Regions from separate parts of the Mus musculus genome. Here all the other regions are linked to region 3. A link is a contact called in public Hi-C and HiChIP or PLAC-seq data. All regions are on one chromosome and are shown on one strand. The core of a region is the stretch at or near the end of the contact, and the rest is flanking DNA. Distances in the headings are between cores, read along the strand shown. Region 1 has its middle 110 kb from the start of Gm38767. Region 2 has its middle 180 kb from the start of Gm38767. Region 3 holds the start of Gpr85 (G protein-coupled receptor 85).

Region 1 (3,231 bases), core at 441-2,940, 290 kb after region 3:
CTGAGAAGCTGTGTTGCTTTGGCCTGTCACAGAAGCCTTTGTTTCAGTAGTCCACACTCTCACCTGTGTAGACTACTTTCCACAGAGTCCTGAAACTAAGATGGCTTCCGCGGATCCTGAGGCAAAGGCCTCCCAGGCTGGGTGGACACCTGTCCTCTGGCCAGGAAGGTGGCCGGTTGTCTGGAGCCGAAAATGGCGCTGCCTCAGGAGCTCTGTGGCTCTCGCCTGTCCCAGAAGCTGCTAGCCTCTGTAGTCCACACTTTCTCCTCTAGACTGCCCGCCATGGAGTCCCCTTTTTTATTAATTTATAATGCCAGTTCTTAGATACCTTTCCTTAATTCTGTCTAAAATAAGATGATATACTTTCCCATTCTGCATACTTAAAGAGAAAATGGACAAATTAAACAGGCTAAGGAGACTTCTTCTTCTTCTTCTTCTTCTTCTTCTTCTTCTTCTTCTTCTTCTTCTTCTTCTTCTTCTTCTTCTTCTGTTTAAATACAGAATGAACTGGTAAAATTGGACCTGAGGCCATTAGAGAGCAAGGGGACTTTTTGCATAAGACACCTGCATTTCTTGGTGGAGGTTGAGTACTCAACTTAACATAGAGCCCTATTATACTTAGTGGTTACATTTGAAAGGGATTGCACAAGCCTTTGAGAAAGGTAATCCTGAACCATAAAACTGTCATGGATCTGCATGTCAAATGAGAGAAAGTATTTACACAGTAAGGTAATAAATTGAGAAAAAGAAAAAGGAAATAATGGGAACTCAGAGCCAGGAAGAATCCTATGTGAAGTTTAGTCAGCTGACAGAATCATGGTGCTATTGATCACCATTGTGTTCTATTACAGCAGCCCAGTTATTTCCTTCACAGCATTTAGATAAGACATTTCTAGGTTATTGCATTTTTTTCTGTCAGATGCACCAGAATATATATATATATATATATATATATATATATATATATATATGATAGGAGGAGCTACTTTGCCTGATTCTTTTTATTTCCATGTTTCAAGGACAATGTCCAGAACACAGTATGCACTCAGAAAAAGTTTAAGGAAGTAAAAACATGAAGGTTCATCATTACAGGACACATAGAATATTACTAGGAACATACTGATGTTGATAAAAACTGAGATGGTGATTGTAATTATTTTTTACCCTTTAAGTGCTGGTAGACTCACATGGTACTAAAATATCCAAGCTCTTTGCTGGTGACTGCTAATTGGAAGCTGACTTAAATAAAAAGCAAGGAACAAAATTTGAATTATATTCAGATGTAAAAACAAGCCTACTTTGTATTTAATTAGTTCATGTTGTTCCTTCTTGTGCTACTCTATATTCTTCCATGGGAGTTTTGTTTCTCAGAAATACTTTGTACTTATTTTTTTGTTTGTTTGTTTGTTTTGTGATAAACATTTACCTATTCCAAGAATCATAGAATATTAGCATAATCAAAAACAGCCAAGAAAGTTTTACTCTATAGAGACAATGTCAGAAGTAAGACCCCTGAAATAATTGTCACATTCTAGATTCATGAGATCCCCAAGGCATTGGTGTGACTTTCATAATTAAACCAACTTAATTACAACATCCAAGTTGTAACATATTCACTTTATGCAAATACACCAGTCAAGAGCAAAATGCGACAGTACTGGAAAATCATGTTTTTCATGAAAAACAAGGGTGACTCATTAGGCATGCATCCCACAAAATCTGTTTTGTATTCAGAGAGCCAAGAAAATATAGATCAGATCCCTTTTTTCAAATTTTTACTTTATTAGAAACACAGGTTCTGGGTGACTGGCTCTTGAAAACTGAGCTAATCAATCAGAAAATGATGCCATCTCTTCTTTAAGGTTAATTGTACTCTCAATTGCCTTTAAAAGATTATGATTTTATGGTAATGAGTAATGTTAATTCAAAGATTCAGGTCATGTACATTGAAGTTTTTCACAAGAAACAGAATGCCAGGAAAGACTAAGATGTTCTCTTAAACTAAATGACTCAAGCATCCTACATTGTTTTCTCAAACAAATAGTGTGGTTTTTTTGAGGAGCTGAGCACAACCTTTAAAATCTCAAGAATCCTAAGTTTTAAAGTAACTGGCAGCCACTTGTGTAGTTGTTAAAGAATACACAAAAGGAATACAAATGAAATGTATGAGACTTTTGGGTGAATTAAAATTCTTCATGTTTATGACCTGTAGAGATTTGGTTTTTTTCTGCAGACATCTGAAGATTTACCAGTTCCCTGGCTACTCTGGGTATTTCATCTTTATGCATAATTTCTATCATGTACCCCACCATCGCTTTTAATTTTGGGAATATATCTGCACATGTAATTTTGCTCATGTTCTTATCAGAGTTAAAAACTCACTGTCAGCAAGTTATCAAATATTAAGGCTCAGAAGTACAGTTATTAGTTCTGTGAGGCATACTTAAGACATTGTAGGAGGAAACTGAGCTGAGTGGAAACAAGCACTATGCATAAATTAAAATAGCAATCAGGATAGGAAAAGTATGGTAGAGTTGGTTCCAGGAAGCTGGATGTAGACGAAAGACCTGGAGATCTACTTGTTGGTATTATTTTATCCATGTGTATTCCCATCTATAATTCTTGAAGACCTCATTAAATCTTTTGATTCCCATCTCAGTATGTGTGTGCATGTGTGCTTGCATGCACACACGCGCATGAGAGAGAGAGAGAGAGAGAGAGAGAGAGAGAGAGAGAGAGAGGGAGGGAGAAGGAGGAGGAGGAGGAAGAGGAGGAGGAGGAGGAGGAGGCAGAGGAAGTCAAAAGTTGATGATGGTATTTTCCTCTGACAATGTACAGTTTGGTTTTGAGACAGGGTCTGGATTTTTGTGAGAAAATAGAACTCGCTGATTGGTTTTACTGCCCGACCCATAAGCCCCTGGTATGCTTATTTTTTTTTCTCAGAGTAAAAATTACAGGTTTGGATTCCTCACATCACATACTTTTATGAGTGCTGGAGATTTATCTCAGGTCTTTATGTAGCAAGCACATTACTGACACATTGATGTTTTCAAGCTCCTAGTCCACTCTGTTGTAGCATGTAGCTTTTGCTACCCCTTCTTAAGCTCTGGGTGAGCCATACTACCAGCCCCCACCCAGAAAGTATTGCATCTTTGGGTGAAACATAAACACACACGCGCGTGCTCGCGCGCGCGCGCGCGCACACACACACACACACACACACACACACAC
Region 2 (3,259 bases), core at 213-2,712, 360 kb after region 3:
ACACAAAACTAGCCAGTACATCCTGCATTCAAAATGAGTGATATCGTGAGTTATCTTACCATCTAGTGATGATTGTAATATAAGCAGTGAGAATAGTCTGTATTGGTTTGGTGCCCCTGATTAGTAACTCATAAGAATGTCCATGGCATGGTGACTTTCATTATGGTTCACATCATCTGGGAGGAATATTGTCTATTCCTGCAGGATAGTTATATTAAAACCCCTTTAAAACTGTGTTACAATTTTTAATTAGCTTACAAACTAATAGATTTCCATAAGGCTTCTTCATTTTGTTAATACATACAGTAACACTTATTTCTTCTATCTACCTACCTCATTCTATAGTTATACTCTAAATTCAAACTACCCAGACCTCTGTTACATCCCCTGTATACTACTATTGCTTTGGTTAGATTCACGTGGCTTACAAGACTGTAAGTATCTGTATAGCTTTTCACACAGTCTTCATTTTGGACACTTACACTAATAGCAAAGTATGCCAAGAAGTAAAACTCAAAGACACAGATCTCAATCTTGGAAGTGTTATGTTTGTCAGTGACAATAACAACAAGCATGATATATAAATAAATAAAATGCAATCATAGTTGCATCAAAGACAGAAACACTGAGAGGTCTATATTTTCATTTTGAGGATGTTGAATTTAAAAAGCAGAGACTATTAGCTGGTGAAAATGTATTTGAACAAGAAGGACCATGTTACAGTTCCAGCAAGCAGCAGAAGTTCCATAATTGACCACAAAGTTTTGGCTTTGGTCGAGGGTACCAAAAAAAAAAAAAAAAAAAAAGTGTGTGTGGGGAATTATGGAATCTTCCTCTACGCCTAAGGAAAGCTACTGAGGTCAGACCTGGATCAGTGGTGACCTAGCATAGAGATGTCATTGTATGAAGCTGTGAAGCTGAAGCCTAGGTTTCCTTGGAGATTCAAAGATGTAATAGATGCCAAAGTCATAAGACACCTGCCAAAGAAAACTGCTAATAGGATGTGGAACCAACCCAAGAAAGAGAAGTGTGTTGCAGTCAACAAAGGTGAAAAGGTATTATTACAAATAATACATATTATTATACACTGGTACAATAATGTAATGATGATCTGACATCAGGAGTGGAGAAGCAGAATTTGGAGTTTGTCTTGATGGTTTAAGTCTTGTTTTGATCCAGTTTTTTTTTTTTCACTCACCTCCATTTAGGAATGGTAATGTACATTCTGTGCCATTGTATGTTGGAAGTATCTGATCTGCCTTTTTTCTTTTACAGGGATTACAGGTAAGAGATTGGCATGAGACTCAGAAGAGGCTGAACTTTTAAACAATGTTGCTATTATTGAGTTTGGGAATTTTTACCGTTGTACTAAAAGCTGTTTTGCATTAGGACTCCAAGACAGTGAGTATAGAGAATGGAATGTAGTAGAACTACAAGACAGTGGGTATAGGGAATGGAACGTGGGGATTTGAGTAAGAACGGCCCCCATTCGCTCATGGATTGGAATGCTTGGTCATCAGAGATTGGCATTATTAGGCGATACATCCTTGTTGGAGGATGTAAGTCATTATGGATGGCATTTGAGGTTTCCAAGTCACAGGCCAGCCTTAGTTGCTCTCTTTCTCTTTTTTTCTTCTGCCTTTGAATCTGGATCTAGAGGTCTCAGCTATCATGACTGCCTGCAGTACACTGCCATGTTTCCCAGTATGATAATAATGAATTAAATCTTTGAAACTGTAAGAAAACCCCATTGTTTCATTTACAGGAGTTGATTATGATAGCTCTTTACAAGAATAGAATACTGACTAAGACAAGTATGTACACAGACGTGTGTGTGTGTGTGTGTGTGTGTGTGTGTGTGTGTGTGTGTGTGTTTGTGTGTGTGTAAGGAGGTCAACCTCTTGTGCATTTCCAGAGGATCCATCCACCTTGTTTTTTTGAGAGAAGTTCCCTCAATGGGATCTGTCTCACTGGTTAGGAAGACTGGCTAGCAAACTCCTGACCAAAATCCAATAACATTGAGATTATAACTGCATGCCATCATACCCATTATTTTTACAAGGATGGAGTGGATGGGGCTGAAGCCCTCGTAGTTACGCTGCAAGGGCTGTGTTTACTTCTAAGTTATACTTTTCTATAAACTCATACTCATATTTAGATAGCCATCATCATTTATATAGTTTAAAATGTACAGTAAAGCATTTGAGCAGAGGCAGAGTGGGAGATAGAAAGTTTATTGAACATTGTGGTAAGCCACAAATAGCACTACTGTGGTCGACTATTATGGAGGTGGCTTGCATAATTTGTATGCCTTGGGGCATGCTGATGGAATAGTAAGTCATTTTTCCAGGCCCATTGGTAATGGTTCTGAGGATACTAGAACCACACATATTGTACAATGTTAGAGTCTCCAAAGATGACTCCACTCCACAGCTTATTGACTACAGAGTTTTCTTCTCCTGCTTCCCCTGAGCCACACAAATTTCATGAGACCAGTAAAGAAATTAAAAATGAAAATAATTCAATTTGGGCAAAAGGGCATGAAATGGTCATAAAAGGCGATGTAGAGTGACTGAGTTATCCATCACAAGGAAATCTGTCAATCTCATATTCTCTTAAAGAGGTCCAAGATAATTGTGGTCAGTTTCTGTTTTAATCATTAACTCTTATTGGGAAGTGTATGATTTATTGCACATAATGTTTTCTTATTGTCTCAAATTAGAATTAATGTTGTGGGTGACCTAGAACTTCTGTACTCTAGCTACTGCTGATGGGTATTTTTGACTTGCTGTAGAGGGCTGCACTGACCCATAGCTCTGTATTACTGTGAATGTAGTAATCCACTTAGAGAGTTCCCAGGCAATCTTTTGGTATTAAATAAGTAAACTCTACCACTAGGAGAAGTTCTTTAAAAACAAAAAAACAAATTCATTTTATTTTATGTATATGAGTCTTCAGATACACCAGAGAAGGCTTCAGATCCCATTACAGATGATTGTGAGCCACCAGTGGTTGCTGGGAATTGAACTCAGGACATCTGGAAGAGCAGTCAGTGCTCTTAACCACTGAACCACCTCTCCCTATGCTCCCACCCCCCAGAAATTCTTAGTCTCAGCATTCGAATTCAAAGTTAGTCTTCGAATGGGGAAACTGCAGCAAGAAGCTCCTGACTAACCACTAATCATCTGCTGTCTTCCCACAGCTTATCACAGCTCTTCTGGTTCCAGCACACTGCCCAAGGCCAAGCCCCTGACCTCTC
Region 3 (3,101 bases), core at 304-2,803:
GCGTTAGAAGATGCATTGTCTGAATGTACTTCCATTATGCAGTTTATTGTCAAAAAAAAAAAAAAAAAAAAAAAAAAACCCTCAGGGAGGGCTGTATCCTGATGAACCTGCAGTTTCATCAGCACGGTGCAACCCCCTCCCCCAAACTTAACCGAGAGTATATCCTCCTACCTGTTGGTGTTGGATATCCCGACAGACTATAGCTTCTTCTTTCTATAAATTGCTGATTTTTTTTTCCTGAGTGCCTTGACTGAGCATCCAGGCAGGGCTCGGCGGCGCCTGCGCGTTGGAGCCTCCTTCAGCTCCAGCCGCGTCCTCCCCTGTCGCAGCGGCACCGTCTCCCCCAGTAACGCAGGGGCCGCGGCGGCGGCGGCGCGGTGGCGAGGGCGGCGGCGAGGCTTGCTCCGGCCTCCGCCGAGCCAGCAGGAACCCCTGCCTGTCTCCGGAGCAGGCTGGCTTTGCTTCAAAGTCCTGTCCAGTTCAGCCGGCCCCAAATCAGGCTTTTGTTCCCTCGAGGCAGCTTCGGAACTTTTCCCTCCCCGCATGCATTGGCAGTGGGGGGCTCGGGAAGGCTCTTCCCGGACCTCAGGCCCATCCTCTTCCCCTAGGGCAGCGCACGAAGCCACCGTGCCGCGGACGGCCGCCTCCGCCCCAGCTGCCCCGAACCCTCGCCTTCCCCAAACATCGTCTTCCTTTCTCTGTCAGGGTGGTCCTGCTAAGCATTGGATGCGCCTTGTAGAATTCTTCTCAAATGATTTTTCCCCCTGCTGATCTTTGATTTGGCACGCTAGCTGGGGAGAGAAAAAGAAAGAATGAAAATTAAAAAAAAAAAAAAAAAAAAAAAAAAAAGGAAAGAAAAAAAATTAAGCACAGTCAAAAATCTTGCCAGTGGGGGAAGAAGGGAAGCGGGTTGGGGCAGCCTTGTCTTTGTCAGTGGTCATCTGTTCTTGAAGGCACGCAGATCTGCGTTTAAGGAAGGAGAGGCTAAGTTCAGGCGACAAGTGCAAAACCGATCTACACTCATTCTACCTTCTCGAACGTGACTAATGGATCAGGAGTACAAAGATTTTACATGGCTGTTCCTCGCATCCCACCCCAAGCAACAAGACTCTCCTTTCTCTTCCAAGCTGGGATGACCAATAGGTTGCTGATGTCAAAGCGGTGGAGTGTATGAGTTTCCCCTTTCCCTTTTTTTGTTATTAGACATTTAAAAAATAATAATACCAGGAATATGATGAATACCGGAAACTTACACCAGTCCACAAACACCACATAGTCTGACACCTGGTGATTAGGAACGCCCCAAGAATCATCCACGTCTCGATTCTCCCATTTCCAAAGAGTTTTTGCGAGGGTGGGGTAAGATTTTAAACAACTACCCACTCTTCACCCCTTAAAAGCTAGCAGGCACGCTTTCATTAATTCCCAAGGTGAAACGTCTGCTTGTCTTCCTGCAAGCTTATTGCTTTATAATAATCTGTTAATGAAATAGAAAAAAATATCTCTCTACAGTAATAATTCGATCTCGAGACAGCAGTAAAATACCTCATCGCTGGGTGGTGAGATTGTGACATTCAGGGGAAGTCAAGCCAATCAGCATACAGATAATATAGGTTAATTTACATATTGTATTTCTATTGGATACATAGAGGTAAAATGTTTAAAGCTTAAAAATGAATACTTCACTGTCATGATGTCACAGTCGTTACACAAAGACCAACGTTAGTAATACTGAAATAATGTTGAATTGCCCTGATTTGATTGGAGATTTTTTTTAGCCAATTAAAAAAATAATGATTAGCTGTGGGGTGTGTGTATGTGTGTGTGTGTGTGTGTGTGTGTGTGTGTGTGTGTGTCTGTTCTTTTGGTTATCCATAAAACATTTGCTTAGGCATCTTAGGAGAGTCAATCCTACAACAATACTGGAAGTAACTTGAAAATATTTCCACCCAAGGGAGACACCCTGGTTTTTGTGAAACACGACTCAGAAGAACTCAAAACCATATGATGGGTACAACTTTTAAGTAAAATCTCAAATTTGTTTTTTATGAAACTACAGATTAATTTTCTACTTAAATTTTCTACTTCTCAATGCGTTTTGCAAAGAATGGTTGTTTGCTGAACTTTTAAGATTAAAAAAAAACTATATAGAAAAAGCGATTCAAGTAAGTTAACTTAAATATCCACCATTGACAAGTTGTTAGGTTTTTCAGGTTAAGAAAACATTTAAAAGTAAATGTAAAGGTGAAAATAGATTGCCAGACCACAAGGAATAATTCATTTTGGCAAAAAGCATAGGGCTAACTAATCTTATACTTTTTTTTTTTAATCTTTTTTTCTTTTCTTTTTTTGAGACAAGGTTTCTCTGTGTAGCCCTGGCTGTCCTGGAACTCACTTTGTAGACCAGGCTGGCCTCAAACTCAGAAATCTGCCTGCCTCTGCCTCCCGAGTGCTGGGATTAAAGGCGTGCGCCACCACGCCCGGCTAACTGATCTTATACTTTAAGAAGCATATATTGGGGCTGATGAGATGCCTCAGGGAGTAAGAGCACTGACTGCTCTTCCGAATGTCCGAATCCCAGCAAGCAGAGTTGAGCGGGGCTAACCGGAGCGAGCAGAGGATTTATAAATTCAATTCCCAACTCACACACACAAAATAAAAATAATAAAATAAAAATCTTAAAAAAGAAGCATTTATTGATTCCTTAAAGATAATAGAAAGTGATATGTATATGAAGAAGCCTTTTATACCAACTTCCAGGTATACTAGAGCAATTTTTCCTTTATAATTGAGTACAGTTACACTTATTTCAGGTCCCCCTCCCCCCAGTTATTAGATAAAAATGCCAATTTTTTTATTTTTTTTGGCTTGCAAGGTGCTCAAAAACTAGTGAAATAATTTTTAATTTAGTTCATTAATGCTACAGGAGAAAAAGCCAGATTTTGCATCTTTCAACAACAGGGGTTTTAAAGATATATTTAGTGGATGGACAAGGTTTCATATTAACAAGAAGTTCTCAAAAAAGTGTATCGATTACTGAAGATTTGTTCTCATATTGTAGGGTTACTGATCTCAGCTAATTTCTTTTTTGATTCCTTGTA

What was found. Hi-C and Micro-C count contacts between places; a contact is called where the count stands out from the background. HiChIP or PLAC-seq counts read pairs in DNA pulled down with a chosen protein or histone mark.
Region 1: a contact with region 3 is called in a Hi-C map of cortical neurons. The contact joins the enhancer-like site here to the promoter of Gpr85 in region 3. A contact is called at or near these places in 3 of 39 promoter capture datasets (the 3T3-L1 cell line and hippocampal neurons), 1 of 15 datasets of contacts at CTCF or cohesin (the NIH/3T3 cell line), 1 of 484 Hi-C or Micro-C datasets (cortical neurons) and 3 of 115 datasets of contacts at active chromatin or transcription factors (the NIH/3T3 cell line, bone marrow-derived macrophages and embryonic forebrain).
Region 2: a contact with region 3 is called in an H3K27ac HiChIP or PLAC-seq map of the NIH/3T3 cell line, with 6 times the contacts expected there. The contact joins the enhancer-like site here to the promoter of Gpr85 in region 3. A contact is called at or near these places in 10 of 39 promoter capture datasets (the 3T3-L1 cell line, 3T3-L1-derived adipocytes, the HPC-7 cell line and 4 more), 2 of 15 datasets of contacts at CTCF or cohesin (the NIH/3T3 cell line and large pre-B cells), 9 of 484 Hi-C or Micro-C datasets (the C10 cell line, cerebellum, cerebral cortex and 5 more), 8 of 115 datasets of contacts at active chromatin or transcription factors (the NIH/3T3 cell line, SST interneurons, bone marrow-derived macrophages and 4 more) and 2 of 9 other capture datasets (liver and pancreatic islet).

The regions. Positions count from the first base shown.
Region 1 is chr6:14,128,926-14,132,156 of GRCm38.p6, forward strand. No RefSeq gene overlaps it. Among named protein-coding and RNA genes, the nearest start is that of Gm38767, 110 kb to the left of the region's middle. Within about 2 kb of position 1,691, at least 13 of the 459 cell types and tissues checked have an H3K27ac peak or open chromatin away from gene starts, as enhancers often do. A contact at or near this core is called in the NIH/3T3 cell line and cortical neurons, where this site is marked.
Region 2 is chr6:14,194,074-14,197,332 of GRCm38.p6, forward strand. No RefSeq gene overlaps it. Among named protein-coding and RNA genes, the nearest start is that of Gm38767, 180 kb to the left of the region's middle. Within about 2 kb of position 1,463, at least 15 of the 459 cell types and tissues checked have an H3K27ac peak or open chromatin away from gene starts, as enhancers often do. A contact at or near this core is called in the NIH/3T3 cell line, where this site is marked.
Region 3 is chr6:13,838,389-13,841,489 of GRCm38.p6, forward strand. It overlaps Gpr85 (G protein-coupled receptor 85), which reads right to left and starts at 1,554. Exons shown (of 3, transcript NM_001330667.1): 1 at 1,254-1,554; 2 at 172-791.